Regions from separate parts of the Triticum aestivum genome. Here region 2 is linked to region 1. A link is a contact called in public Hi-C data. All regions are on one chromosome and are shown on one strand. Each heading gives the region's core, a stretch centred on a gene start, on an enhancer-like site or on the middle of the called end of the contact. The rest is flanking DNA. Distances are from core to core; before and after follow the strand shown.

The links. Hi-C and Micro-C count contacts between places; a contact is called where the count stands out from the background.
Region 2: a Hi-C map of leaf shows a contact between it and region 1, with 3 times the contacts expected there. The contact joins the enhancer-like site here to the promoter of LOC123094345 in region 1. A contact is called at or near these places in 4 of 5 Hi-C or Micro-C datasets (leaf and an unstated tissue).

What each region holds. Positions count from the first base shown.
Region 1 is chr4B:36,775,922-36,783,009 of IWGSC CS RefSeq v2.1, reverse strand. LOC123094345 (DNA (cytosine-5)-methyltransferase DRM2-like) reads right to left here and starts at 3,943. Exons shown (of 9, transcript XM_044516371.1): 1 at 3,679-3,943; 2 at 3,460-3,526; 3 at 2,704-2,832; 4 at 2,476-2,584; 5 at 2,336-2,382; 6 at 2,076-2,246; 7 at 1,421-1,520; 8 at 1,255-1,316; 9 at 1-1,172. The coding sequence starts at 3,468.
Region 2 is chr4B:37,174,926-37,182,013 of IWGSC CS RefSeq v2.1, reverse strand. No RefSeq gene overlaps it. Among protein-coding and RNA genes, the nearest start is that of LOC123090861, 120 kb to the left of the region's middle. Within about 2 kb of position 4,078, at least 7 of the 8 cell types and tissues checked have an H3K27ac peak or open chromatin away from gene starts, as enhancers often do. A contact at or near this core is called in leaf, where this site is marked.

The sequences.
Region 1 (7,088 bases), core at 2,694-5,193:
TTCGCCATAATCGACTTGATAGAGTTCAAGATTCTAACATAGTCACGAAACAACACAGACTGGTCGCCCTCCAAGCCAACACGGTGGTGCCGGTTGCTGCCGGCAAGGTTGTTACATGGGCTTCCCCCGATCACCAAGTCAAAGCCACCAAGTTGTCTGATAAGTGATGCGATTTTTTCATGCGTGAGAGACTGCACATCACGAAACTCTATCAGAGTGCCATCCTGAGTCTGATCCCACCAAGTTCTCAAGATGTTCCTACTCGCTTCGCAGATTTCCACAGAAACCACGGTCTTCATCCGTATGCCAAGCTTGTGAAGGGCAACCTCTGCTCCTCCGATACCACTGAATAGGGACAGCACGTTCATACCACATGGAAACCTATCCTTCAGCACTGACAGATGAAAAGCAACAGTATCGACTTGGAATGAATTTCCAAGGCATTTGTCTCTCTTTTTCTTGCTGGCTCCCCTGGTATGGTCCCTTGGATAACCAAGCAGAAACTCCATTTCCAGATAATCCAATGCAGCAACTTTGTTTTTCCCGATCCATACCAAATTCCACTTCCTGCACTCTTCCAGCACACGTTTCTGAACAGCTTGAGTTGGTGGATCGGTCGAGTTTGCAAGAGCACGGTGGATCCGTTCAGTCAGCTTTGCGCTTGCCATACAAGTTTGTAGGCAATTGAGCTGCCTTCTTTGGTCCCACGAGGGCCACCACGTCTCGTACTGGGGGAAGGCCTCGAAAATGGTCTTCGGAGGGATGGGACGCAAAACTGACCTTCCCTCAGTTGGGAGGTTATGGATGTAACCCCGTTTCCTTAACGCTGCGCAGAAGTACTTCGAGTCTACGAACTCTGGCTCAATACCATATAGGGATCTTGAAATTTCTGCCCAGGCACCTTTAGTAGCAAGTGCCACATTCTCATAATAGAAGAAAGGTGCTCTCATACTATGTGCAGGAAGCCATCTGCCCACTGACCGTGGTCGGTCACCAGGTAGGCCAAATCCCACCATTGGCTTTGGCAGAGAAATTGACTCTTCATGACCACCATCCCATGGGGGTTGACTTCCATGTGCTCCACCTCCGTATCTTTTCCTCTTCTTGCTATCTTCTGTGAACCTTGCTTTCTTTCTCCCCACACAGGAACTGAAGCGATTCTCATCCATAACCTGCAAACGAATTCCAGTGTCAATGCATCGAAATTAACAACGAAACCATTATTATTCACATGTATAGCAAACTGCAATGTACCTCAGGGTCATGCTGTGATGCATAGATAGAATCAACCAGTACATGCATAGGGGTATCCAGACCTGGCCAAGTTTGAACAAAATATAAAGCATAAGGTACCATCCCATTAAAGTATGATCAACAAAGCCTAATCATCAAGCCAACAACTACAAAAGGAGAGCCATACCACATCTTCTAAGAGCTCTGTTTGCTTCATCTTCAGGAAATCCCATGTCCACTAAGGACTTGATTTGCTTGTCCAACTGTGACATCTCTTGTAGGAACTCCTGCACAAAAGAACAGCAAAACAGAGGTTAGAAAGCACTTTCTACATCTCACCACCCATTTTGATGCCAACTAAGTAACTAGTAACTACATACTAGTAGTGAATGTAATTGTACAACATGATGCACAAGACCTGAAGAAAGGAGATGGGGGGTTCACAAAATTAATATTTAAGAGCTCGATTTGATGTCCTGCAATGCCGTTTGAGATGTATAATACAAGAGTTATTCTTGTGTGCATGAACTCAGTCCAGTACTTCATCGGCTTACTTGACACAGCTACCTAGAGCAGCCATAAATGTGTTTGCAGCGTCCTAAATAAGTGAAAACATATCTAGATAACCCATAAATCATGAAAGTGATTAATGCTTATGTAGCTAGTAATTTTCCATCCCTCTAGACACATTTCAACATACTCGATGGAAACAACTCATGGTCTCATACGTTAGATCATACCAGCTAATAAACAGATCAACAATGTTTCACATGTACATATATATCACAATCCACATAATCAAAGAAATTCTATTACCAAGCTGAAGATAAGTAAGTATGTACCTCATCACCAGAACCATCAGAGTGAGGATCCCTTTGGCCAGCATCAACATCATCATCCCAGTCTTCAAAATCAAAATCATCATCTTCTTCTTCATCATCATCATCATCATCTTCAACACGCTGGGGGATGCGGCGAGAAGTAGAGCAGCTACCCACTGAGTCGTCATCTTCCTGCATTTCACATGACCAATCTTAACATACTGTCCTTCCCGCCATGAAGCAAGAGGTCAACTCAGATATGGGAGCACATCAACAAATACCGTATATGCAAGAAGTAGTGACAGCACTGCACTTTCGTCCCTCTTCCCTGAAAGCAAAACAAAAGGTTAAAAACTGAAGGTGCAAAACATCAACAACACGAATGAAATGATCAAATGGAACTGACTACTACTTGTATTACCAATCTCTTTGATGGCCTTCAATACCATCTCTTTCGGGAAACCCATTTCTACATACATCCCAACTAACGAGGCAGAAGGAGTTGCCCCGTTGGCCATCCCATCAGCGTCCTTCAGATCAGTAACAAACATCAGACTAAGATCAAAGTCATAACAACATAATAACCGTATACGAGCAATGACTAGCTCTTGTGCACTTGTGCTTAAAGACACCCACTTCTATCACTTACCTGCCTCACCAGCCTGGACGGGCCAGGAGCATCCGCGTTTCTCCGGGCTGGATAAGACGAGACCCCAACCTGACCATCATTGCCCTCGTCCAATTCGAACACATCATCATCGCTAACCAAGTCCACTATCTGTAACATGAGTGACAACACAACTCAAACGCACAGAATAACAGCGAAAGCAAACCACCAGCAATGGAGAAGAGAAATAATGCAAGGGCATAACACACCGAGCCACAAGCCGACAACAGACATGCGACATCGCAAGTGAAGCCTCAGACAAGAAACTAGCACAGCCACTTTCAATTAGTATAAGGTCTAGAACGCGTTTAAACAGAAAGAAAACTGGCACCTTTTACGATCCAACCGAACATTTACGTCGTCCCACAGATGTCAAAACCCCGTGCACGGTTAATCACATGCAATCGCAACCATAGCATGAATCATCACTAGCGGTTCCAAATTAAAGACTGCTAAGTGCTAGCCACCACTAGACATGGAAACCTCGCCATGTGGCCGCATTCAAGAATGAATTTGCTGCCGTTGTCCAAGATCACATTTTGCAAATCCTAAAAAAAAAACATTACAGAAACCAAAGTCTCCAGATTGCAGAGGAAATTGCATTGCCTACAGCAAGATTGCAGCACATCTGATCTAACAACATGAAGAAAAGGAAACCAGCTAAGTGTACTCGGTCTCTTCTCGGCTGTGACGACAAAGAATCGGAATCGAGGAGAGGAGAGGAGATGAGGGCTTTACCACCGCCATTGTTCCTGAACTGCCTGGAGAGCGGAAGCACCCGGCCAAGTCCTAGACAGCTCCCTCCCTGCGAACCAGAAAAAAGCATTCAATTTTAGGGCGGCCGACGTACGGACGGAGCGGACACACGTCCCGCGAAATCGGCGGCATCCCCGTTCCGGAGCGAAACCCTAGCCACGAGAGAGAGAAGGGAGGAAGCCGGGGAGAGAGCGTGCTCACGTGCGATGATGCGACGGCCGCGAGCGTGGACGGGGCCGGAGGGGGAGGCGGCGGGCGGTGCCTGGTCAGGATGGCGCGGGCTCCGGGTCCGATGGCGCCGCCGGGGGTCTCCGGTGAGGAATGCGGGCAACGATCGCCTCCTCGCCTCGTCGATGGTCGTCGGAGCGGCGGGGTGGAGCGGTGCGGAGGTGGCGGAGTGTGAGGAGGTGGAGAGGAGGCGGCGGCCCGACCAGGTCACAGCCAGACAAGAGGACTGGAGCGACGACACGAGTCCACTCCACTTGTTGTAGCAGCTGGTTATAACTGGGCCTTAACTGAACTGGCCCATTGCTCGTTAAGGCCACTCAAGTATGTTTTATTTATGGGAAACGTTTCCCTGCTGCGCGCCGGCGGAACGTTCGGCCGGTCACGTACGATCGAAAGCAATCATGCGGCCCACGTGCCCTCTCGGCCCCACATGCTCCCTCTTCCTTATGGGAAACCTTTCCACTCGGTGCACCGGCCGAACGCGGCGCCGGACACACGTGCGTCGTTGGATCTGATTTGATCGAACTGACCAGTGCGACACGCAACCATCCGTGGCTACGTTAAACGTGTCCTCGTGCGGGCCCCATAAGAAAAGCGGCAGTGACCTTATCTTCTCGTTCCCATCCCCTTGCATCTTTTCCACCGCTCAACTCTCCCTGCCTTCTCTCTCTTCGTTTCTTTTCTCCACCACCACATCCAGGAAGTGCGGAGCCGTGGTGATGCGCTGGAGCTGCAACCAACGGCGTGCTGGAGCAGCAATCGACGGCGCACTGGAGCTGCGGCGGTGCTTAGCTGCGGCAATGCGCTGGTGTTGCGGCCGGCGGCGTGCTCAGCTCCCCTACATCCAGCGTGCTAGGAGCCTACCCCCACCCCTGGTTTCACTCCGGCTAGCCGGCGCTACCCTCGTACCAGTTGCTACAACCGGCATTTTGATTTGCTGGAAGCAGCCCCATTTTTTGCTACAACCATTGTCTTTTGCTTTTGCTGGCAGAACACCCAATTTTGCATTTTTGCTATCAGTGGCATTTTGCTTTGCTGGAAGCGGCTCCATTTTTTTGCTACAACCATCCTTTTTTGCTTTGCTAGAAGAACACCCAATTTTGCATTTTTGCTACCAATGGCGTTTTGGTTTGCTGGAAGCAGCACTAATTTTTGCTACAACCACCGTTTTTTGCTTTGTTGGAAGAACTCCCAATTTTGCATTTTTGCTACCAATGGAGTTTTGGTTTGCTGGAACCCGTTTCGATTTTTGCTACCACCGTTGTTTTGGTTTTTGATAGAACATCACCCTATTTTTGCTGGAAGATTTTTTGCTACAAGCAGCCACCCGAATGCTACAACCGGCAGCTTTTTTTGCTACCATCGGCAAACGGCTGAGTTGTGACGGCAGAGGCAGCGCCCTGTTTATTTGCATCAACCAGCGAGAACGACAGATACTACCATCGGCGGCGTGGGCCTTTTTTTTGCTGCAACCGGCACGACAACGAGCTATGCGGACGTTTCTGCGTGCGGTGACGAGGAGGACGGTACCAGCGGTGGCACGATCCGGTAGCGACAGCGAGGGCGGCGACCGGTGGTGAGGGAAGACGAGGAGGCGAGGCGGTCGGCGCGTGCGGGGGCGGCGCTCTCTTACCTCTCCTTTTTCCTCATGCAGGAGGTTGAAGATGAGGCGAGGACGGGGACAGTTCCAGATCTGACGGTTGTGCTTGTGCTAATCAAACGGCCACGGGCTGACCGGCCGAAAAGTTAGACCGGTGCGCCGGCGCCTAGCATCATCCTTTATTTATTTTCGTGTTTATTTATTTACTGCATTTAAGGATTACCTTAGAAGGAATAGTGTATTTTTAAGGAGATCATAAGTTCCTAGTCACATAAATGAAGCCCATATCAGAAAAAGAAGGAAGCGACGACTACGCAACCTAGCCATCTGCCACCTCCCAAAAGCTAGGTTTCTCTGCCTCCCGCCGGCGCCGGTCCATCCCGTCTCCGATGGCCTTAGAGCCATGGAGGTGGACTGGATCTCGGCCCTTGCCGGTGGGAAGGCTCCGTTTTTACATCTTTTTTCGAGCTTCGTTAGGGTTTGTGTCCTGCTCAGGAAGGCAAGGCGGCGGCGGCTCACTGAAGATGGAATAAAGGTCTCCCCGCCTAGCCCCCTTTTTGGTGATGCATCTAGCATCATCGATGGGCGTGTAAAGGTGTGTCTCCGGCGGATCTGTCTTTCGTGGATTTGCTCGGATCTGTTCGTCGTTCGTCTTCGTTCGTGTGTCTTCAGGTTGGATACTTTTGATCTACCCTCTTCATCTACGGCGATTGCTGTTCTGGTGCATTGGTTCTATGGATCCTTAGCACGACGACTTCTCGACTGTCTACTACAACAAGGTTTGTCCGGCTCCAGCGAGGGAGGGGCAATGACAGCGGCGCGCCTTCGGCTCACTTCACTACTTATAGTCGTCGCTAGGTGGTCTACGAATCTGGATGTAATTTTTATTATTTCTAGTGCTCGTTGTACTACCATGATTGAAGATGAATAGATTGAAAGTTTTTCCTGCAAAAAAAATTAATAAAGCCCATACCTCTCTACTTAAACTCAAACATTCCAAAGACAGTTAACTTGAACCAGTTTGATGTTTTTCTTTCTCTTCAGTTAGGGCTATTAAAACAACATGTGAAGAAAGCGAAGGGTAGAAGGAAATGCTATGGATTAAGGATGATAATCTTCAAATATCCATAAAGTATAATAAATTATTGATTCGTGAAAAATGTGAATAATAATTTCATCTTTGTATGATATACAAATTATTTTGTTTTAATTTTATGAATTTTTGCCAGTTCTTATTTATGTGGGATTTTCATGAATTTTAATTTCTTTCCCCTAAAACTTCAAAGGTCCAAATCACACTAGGAAATTCTCCCAAAAAGTAAAGAACAAATCTAAATAAAGCAAAATAAATAAACTGAAACCATTCATGCATCTGAGGATTGTTGGAGATTATAATCGAAAAAATAGAATCATCAATATGATATCATTTGTGTTCCATATTCTAAATAGGAAAAAAGGCTAAATCACTTCTCTTGTTATTTTTGCACATGATATAAATAGTTATAGCTCTAGATAAACCGTGGCATGTATTTTTCCATATGTTTGCTAGTACATGCAAGATTTTTTTTTATTTTTTTTTTTTTTGAAAAAGACTGAAATGCAAGGGTTGATGTTTTGGGAAGCTCCAGTTTATTATAAATTGTGATCGGTTGGAGTTTAATTGGGACCAAGCACTGTTCACTCAAGTTGAATAATTTCTGAATAATTAGTTAATTACCAACAAGTAACACACACGTTCTTCCCTCTACAAATAGAAATACAAGCATTACCAACTTGAGGTGAA
Region 2 (7,088 bases), core at 2,829-5,328, 400 kb before region 1:
CTAGTCAACTAGAGGCTCACTAGGGACATGTTTTGGTCTATGTATTCACACATGTATCACTGCTTCCGGTTAATACAATTATAGCATGAATAATAGAAAATTATCATGAACAAGGAAATATAATAATAATCATTTTATTATTGCCTCTAGGGCATATTTTCAACAAAGTGCTATGATGCTATAAACTTGATTTCTGCTGCTACCTTATGGAGCTTATGGTTGTTTCAAAATGAAAGTGTGTTCCAGGGGCGAAGATGGCGAAGCATCAAATGCGTGCTGGAGATGGTGGGGAGACATATCTATCAATGGAAGATCTTGTGCGTGGACTCCCAAGCTGTGCTACTCCTCCAATGCTTGAAGCTGCTCGACCATCATCGCGGGGAGTTGCTTAGAATTGCTTGGCATGTTTGATACGTGTAGGGATTTCATAGCCTTTGCGCCTGTAGTTCCTATAGGGGGCCGCTTTCGTAGTTATCATGTGGATCTTCAGATTGTTGATGTTTCGTGTGTAATAATTCCGTTGTGGCTACTTCTGGCTGGAGCCGAGAGCTGTGAACACTGTTCTTTCGGTTGCCCTTGCTTTTTCAATAAAAAGTTGGGGCGGGGGGGGGGGGGGGGGACCCCTTTCGTTTCAAAAAAAAGTCTTTTGTTTGCGGGTTACAGAAGTCTACTTCTAAAAGAAAAGAAAGGTACGGATGTAAAAAAAGGTCCCCTAAAAAAAGGTACCGACGTCGATTTTCACGCAATGTCTTACTCAACAAAGGTCTTCTTTCGCTCAAAAAAATTGGTGGGCCTTTCAGTTCTCTGTGACAAAGTGACAATGGGGCATTATTCCATTTGGTTACATTGACATTTTCGAGCGTAGGTTGTTGCATGTCAGCTTATGTAAAAATATTAATCAAGCATATAAAAATATTAAAATGATGACCATGTATTTAAAATATGATAATCTTGTATATTAAAAATGTGTGTAGAAAAAATATTGCCCATGTATTAAAACAATGTTAAGCTTGTAGTCGAAAAGTGTTAAATGTGAATTAATAAAATATTCTTCACATATACAAAAATGTAGAATGTGAACCAAGAGAAACAAAGAAAATCTTTTTAAAAAAACAATGGAAACCGAAAATAAAAAAGAAATAAAAAAGGAAACAAAAAACAAATCCAAAGAAACTAGTGCAAAAAGAATGGAATAAAGTGAAAACCAATAGAAAAAACAAAAACATTTAAAACCAATAATGAAAGAAAAAATCAAAGAAAAAAGAAGAAATGAGAAAGAAAAGAAAAACCGATTAAAACCATGAAAGAAACAAAAGAGAAACCAGATAAAAAATAAAATCAAAAACCAAAGAAACAAGTGCAAAAAGAATGAAAATAGTGGAAACCGATAAAGAAGCAAAGAAAAACACGAAAATTATTTAAAACCAAGAAAGAAACAAAAAATCACAGAAAAATGAGAAAGAAAAGGAAAAAACAATGAAAACCATGAATGAAACAAAAGATAAACCTATGAAACAAGTGCAGAAAGAACTGAAAACAGTGAAACCCGGTAAAGAAACAAAGAAAAACAAAAAAGAACTGCTGCAAACCATGAAAAAAAATCAAAGCAAAAAAGGGAAAATAAAAAAGAACAGAAAAACCAATGAAAACCATGAAAGAAACAAAAGAGAAACCAAAGAAAACACAAAAAAAATGTATAACGACGAAATAAAGAAACCGAATAAGAAATAAGAAAAAAGAACGAAAAAGAAACGAGCGAGTAATATGCTATTTGGTGGCCCATACACGCACACTGTGCAGGAAGGCTTCAGCGAAACGGATGCTAGCGTCTCGGCAATTCCTAAACGGCGCCCGTTGCGCCCGTTTCTTCTATTTCGACAAACGGGTGCACACCCTCTCTCCGCGATGGGCCGGCCCATTTCATGTTTTTTCGTTTCCTGAACTTTGCTGCAAAAATAAGGGCGTGACGGGGAATCGAACCAGCGCCGCGGTGTTCTTCCTAGAAAGCACTAAGCAACACAGCCAAGGCACCTTCTGTGATTATCTAATTCCTCTTTCCTCTTTACTTCTCACGTGTTTTTCTTTTTTCTTTTTTTCTGTTGTTCTTTCTTTTTGCCTTTACCTTTTATTTTTCCTTTTTCTGTCTTTTTCAAAATTGACAAACTTTTTTCCAATTTTATGAACTTTCTTTCGAATTCGATGAAGTTTTCTTCAAAATCGATGAACTTTTTTCATATTCGGTGAACTTTTTGCAAAATCGATGAACTTTTCTCACCAAATTCCATGAACATTTTCCAAAATCGATGAATTTGTTTTCAAATTCAATGAACTTTTTTAAATTCGATGAAATATTTTCGAATTGGATGAACTATTTTCAATATCCAAAATATGTTCAGATTTTTCGTTTGACTTTTCAGAAAATGTTTTTTCGAAATTCCAAATTTTGTTCACGTTCCAAAAATAGTTCTGAATTCCAATTTTTTGTTAACCATATTGAAGAAAAATGTTCACAATACATTCAAAAAATATTCAGTGTGCATAAAAAAATGTTCATCATGTATAGAAATTTTGTTCAACATGCATTCGAAAGGAGTTCATCGTATTTAAAAAAAAGTTCTATGTGTATTTGAATATTGTTCACCAGACATTGAAAAAATGTTCAGTGTGTATATAAAAATGTTCATCGTGTAGAGAAATTTTGTTCGGCATGTATTCAAAAAAAGTTCAGCATATTTTAGAAAAATGTTATGTGTTTCTTTGAATAATGTTCACCCTATACTAAGAAAATGTTCAATGTGTATTCAGAACTATTTTTGAATACGCGGACTTTTTTTGCATGCTCAAGAACTCTATCCGTAATATTTGAACATATTTTCAATAATTAAAATGTATAAATGCCACAGTGTATTGTGCAATAAATAGCACGTCTATTTGCTATTTATTTAAACTTTCGCGGTGTGAATATTCGCTAGTAGTTAGTTGGTGCAGTGGCTAGCCTCAGCTTGTGGAAGCAGGAGGTCGAATCTTAGTTGGGAGGAATTTTTGGCTGTCATTTTTCGCGTTGCGTGATCGTGGGCCGGCCCATCCAACCGCTGCTGTGGGCGCCAGATCCCTTGCGCGGCGCTGAGGGCGCCCTATAGGAGGTCCCGTCGCTTTAAGCGAGACATAGCATTTGCGGTTACGCAGTGGGCCTGAATTTTAGCCGTCCACACCTCCAACTAAGTACAGAAGTCCTTTTACCCCTACAAAAAAAAGTACAGAAGTCTTTCAGTTCTCTGTGACAAAGTGACAATGTGAAAAAGTACAGAAGTCTTTCAGTTCAGCGTAGGTTATTGCATGTCGGCACATGTGAAAATGGGCCGACTGTTTTCTTTAAATAAGAAATGCAGTACAAATGCAGGGCTTACAATACGAACGCACACCCATTTTCTATAAACACATGCACACATTTGGTCCAACCGATCGTCTTCCATCTGTATAGACACACATTGCCGGCGGATGCACCCTTCGTTGCAGTCGCGTGTACGCAAAACAAGGACCATGGTGTGGCGAACTAGTGATGTAGCACGACCCACGCCCATGCGGGAGCCATGGATACCAGACAAACTGTACCACGCACGAGGCCGCAGCACTCCTGTCCCGTCCATACGTGATAGTACTCCCTTCGTTTTTATTTAGTTTGCATATTAGCTTTGGTCAAAGTCAAGCTTTACAAATTTTGACCAAGTTTATAAACAAAAATATTAAGATATACAATAACAAATCAACAACATTAGATTTATTGTTGAATGTACTTTCACGTCGTACAGATTTATTATGATAAATGTTTATATTGTTTTCTATAAACTTGTCAAACTTTACTAAGTTTGACTTCAGTCAACCTTAATATGCAGAGTAAATAAAAACGGGGGAAGTACATGCATGGTGACGGTGATGCACTGCTGCTTGCTCGTACGCTCAGTCCTAGCTACTAGCTTAGGATGCTCGCTGTTGCGGTCCGACGGCGGAGTACGTACGTACGTACTGGTGTCGCCGGGCACGGCCGTAACCGCCCGTCCATCCGGGGACCGCCATTGACCCGCGGCAGGCTCGGTGGCCCGTATCGTACCAGCACGTGAAGGCGCGCCCCACACAGCCCAGGTCGCGCTTGGCAGGCGCAGGCGGCGCTCGTGGACAACGGGTCGGCCCGCCCAAATTGGCCAGGCATGGCGACCGGTGGCCGCCCCAATCTTCCGCGGTCGCTGCCTCGTCGGAGCTGGACCTTGACGGGAGCTCCTACCTGCCGCTCTCTGCGTCGAGGGCACGCACAGGGGTTCGCACCGACTGGGCCGGCCCAATTGTTTTCCTTGTGTAAAAAGAACAGATAGTAACTTTCTTCTCTTTTTTTTTCTTTTTTCTTTTCTGTTTATTTCCTTTTTTTCTCTTTTGAAAATCAAAACTAAAAAATGTTGAATTTCTCAATCATTTTTTGAAAACATGAAAGATTTTTAAAGCACGAAATTTTTCTGAATCTTAAGAAGAAAATTTTGAAAATGAGAACCATTTAAAAAAACCCCGAACAAATTTGGAAGCATGAATAATTCTTTAAAAGCACGAACATTTTTTGAATCCTGAGAACAAACTTTGAAAATGAAAACCTTTCAAAAAAATCCTGAAAAAATTCATAAACATGAACAATTTTTGAAAATACGAACATTGTATGAATTTTGAGAACAAATTTCGAAAAATAATAACATTTTTTGAAAATCCAGAACAATTTTTAAAAACCCAGAACATTTGTTTTGCAAATCCACAAAAAATTTCTAAGAATCAAAAACATTTTTCGAATTTGAGGAACAAATTTTGAAAATACCTAACGTTTCTGAAAATGAGAATTTTTTTTGAAAATCCAGAACATTTTTCTGAAAAAAGCAGAAACATTTTCCTAATTTGGAGAACATTTTTTGAAATCTCAAAACATTTTCTGGAAATCAAGAACATTTTATTGAAATCAAGAAAATTTTACTAAAAAGCAAAAACATTTTCCAAATATCAAGAACATTTTTTGAAAATCGTGAACATTTTTTGAGAATTCAAAACATTTTTTTAAACTGAAACAGAGAAAGAAAGAAAACAGAAAAGAATAAAGAGAAAAGAAAAAGAAAAAGAAAAAGAAAAAACGGATCAGGGAACCTTCTCGGAAAGTCTAGAAAGTTCCCAAAACCGGGATCTATGAAACGTGTTAAACAGGCCGGCCCATTTAAATCGCTCGCCTCTGGTTGCATGTGTGTTTGCCCGACATTTTGACGCAACGAGCGTCAAATAGGATATTCTGACCTTGACGTCGCAGCGCCCACAACTCTGTTGAATCATGGATGGGTTTTAGGCACATATGAACAATGATTTCTAGTAATCTTGAGGCCCATGTATGGTATGGCAGGTGGTGGGAAGTTTAGTCCCACCTTGCTAGTTGAGGAGAGTTGAGACCCCTTTATAAGGGCTGCTCTACCACTTGCCATTGGGAGCTTGGGAAGAGGAGTGGTACACGCGCGCTCCTCCTCCTCCGCCGCGCGAGTGCGACGCTTGCCGGGTCACTCCTTTGCCGAGAGTGCGACACTTGCCGGGACACTCCCTTGCCGGGGAGTGCGTCGACTCGGTCGTGGGCCTCCGCCCAGGCCCACAACTTCCTGCCCGACGGCCTATATAAGAAGGCTGTGCCGAGTGGAGTGACCTAGTTCGGTTCACTCACTCCCTCTCGCGTAACCTAGCCGTCATCTACTGTTCCTTGCTCTGTGCTGCTTCCGGCGATCCCATCCCGATGACCGCGTGCACGGTTGGTCGGGAGAGGGACACTCCCTTGCCGGGGAGTGCGTCGACTCGGTCGTGGGCCTCCGTCCAGGCCCATGACTTCCTGCCCGACGGACTATATAAGAAGGCTCTGTCAAGTGAAGTGACCTAGTTCGGTTCACTCACTCCCTCTCGCGTAACCTAGTCGGCATCTACTATTCCTTGCTCTGTGCTGCTTCCGGCGATCCCATCCCGACGATCGCGTGCACGGTTGGTCGGGAGAGCAGGTGCCTCCGGAACCCGGCCGTTTGAGATCCTGCCCGAGAGAACGGCAATAAGGTTTTTGGGGAGCATCTCGAGGCGACTGCTCCCGATCCGTCCCCAGCTCTGCCAGCCTCTGCTTCCACTACTTCCCCTGCATCAACACCATGGCCGACGACGTTGCCGCCAAGAAGAAGGCCACGGACGAAGCCGAGGCTGCCGCTGCCGCCGCTGCGTTGGCCTCGCCAACCAGAGGGTATGATCTGTTCATCCCTCATTTACTCGTGTTTTTGCTAGCCGTATATGTGCTGCTCATAGATGGCCTGCTTCTATGTTCTATACGTGCTAGTATGCTTAGGAATCGGTATGAGGTGAATACCGTATTTGCCATACTTATTGTTTACTCGTGGATTAGTCTAATTGGAAAAGCGCTAATATTTCCAACAATCCAAAAACCTTATTTTAGGCACTTTTCGATTCAAGGCTTTGCTGCGTTACTGAAATCGAAAAAGTTTACTGGGATGCAATTTAAGCGTTGGCAGACAAGGACCAACTTGTGGCTCACAGCAATGAACGTGTTCTGGGTTGCTGCTGTGTCTCCCACAGAAATGATTGTTCCTAAACAGGAAAAGGCGTTTAGGGAAGCAACCACTATCTTTTTGGGAGCCGTTCTTACTGTGATCAGAGACAAGTTGGTTGACGCATATCTCCATATGCGTGTTGCCAAAAACTTGTGGGATGTGCTTGAAGCTAAGTTCGGCGCAACTGATGCTGGGAGCAAACTGTATGCCATGGAGCAGTTCCATGATTACAAGATGGTTGATAACCGTTCTGTATTGCACCAGGCTCATGAGATACAGTGCATCGCTAAGGAGCTGGAGCTCCTGAAGTGTGAGTTACCAGAAAATTTTGTTGCGGGTTGCATTATTGCAAAACTCCCTCCTGGATGGAGGAACTTTGCTACTTCTCTCAAGAACTTGAGACGTGAATTCTTTGTTGAGGATGTCATCGGTCATCTCACTGTTGAGCAAAACTTGAGAGCAAAGGACTCACACGTGAAA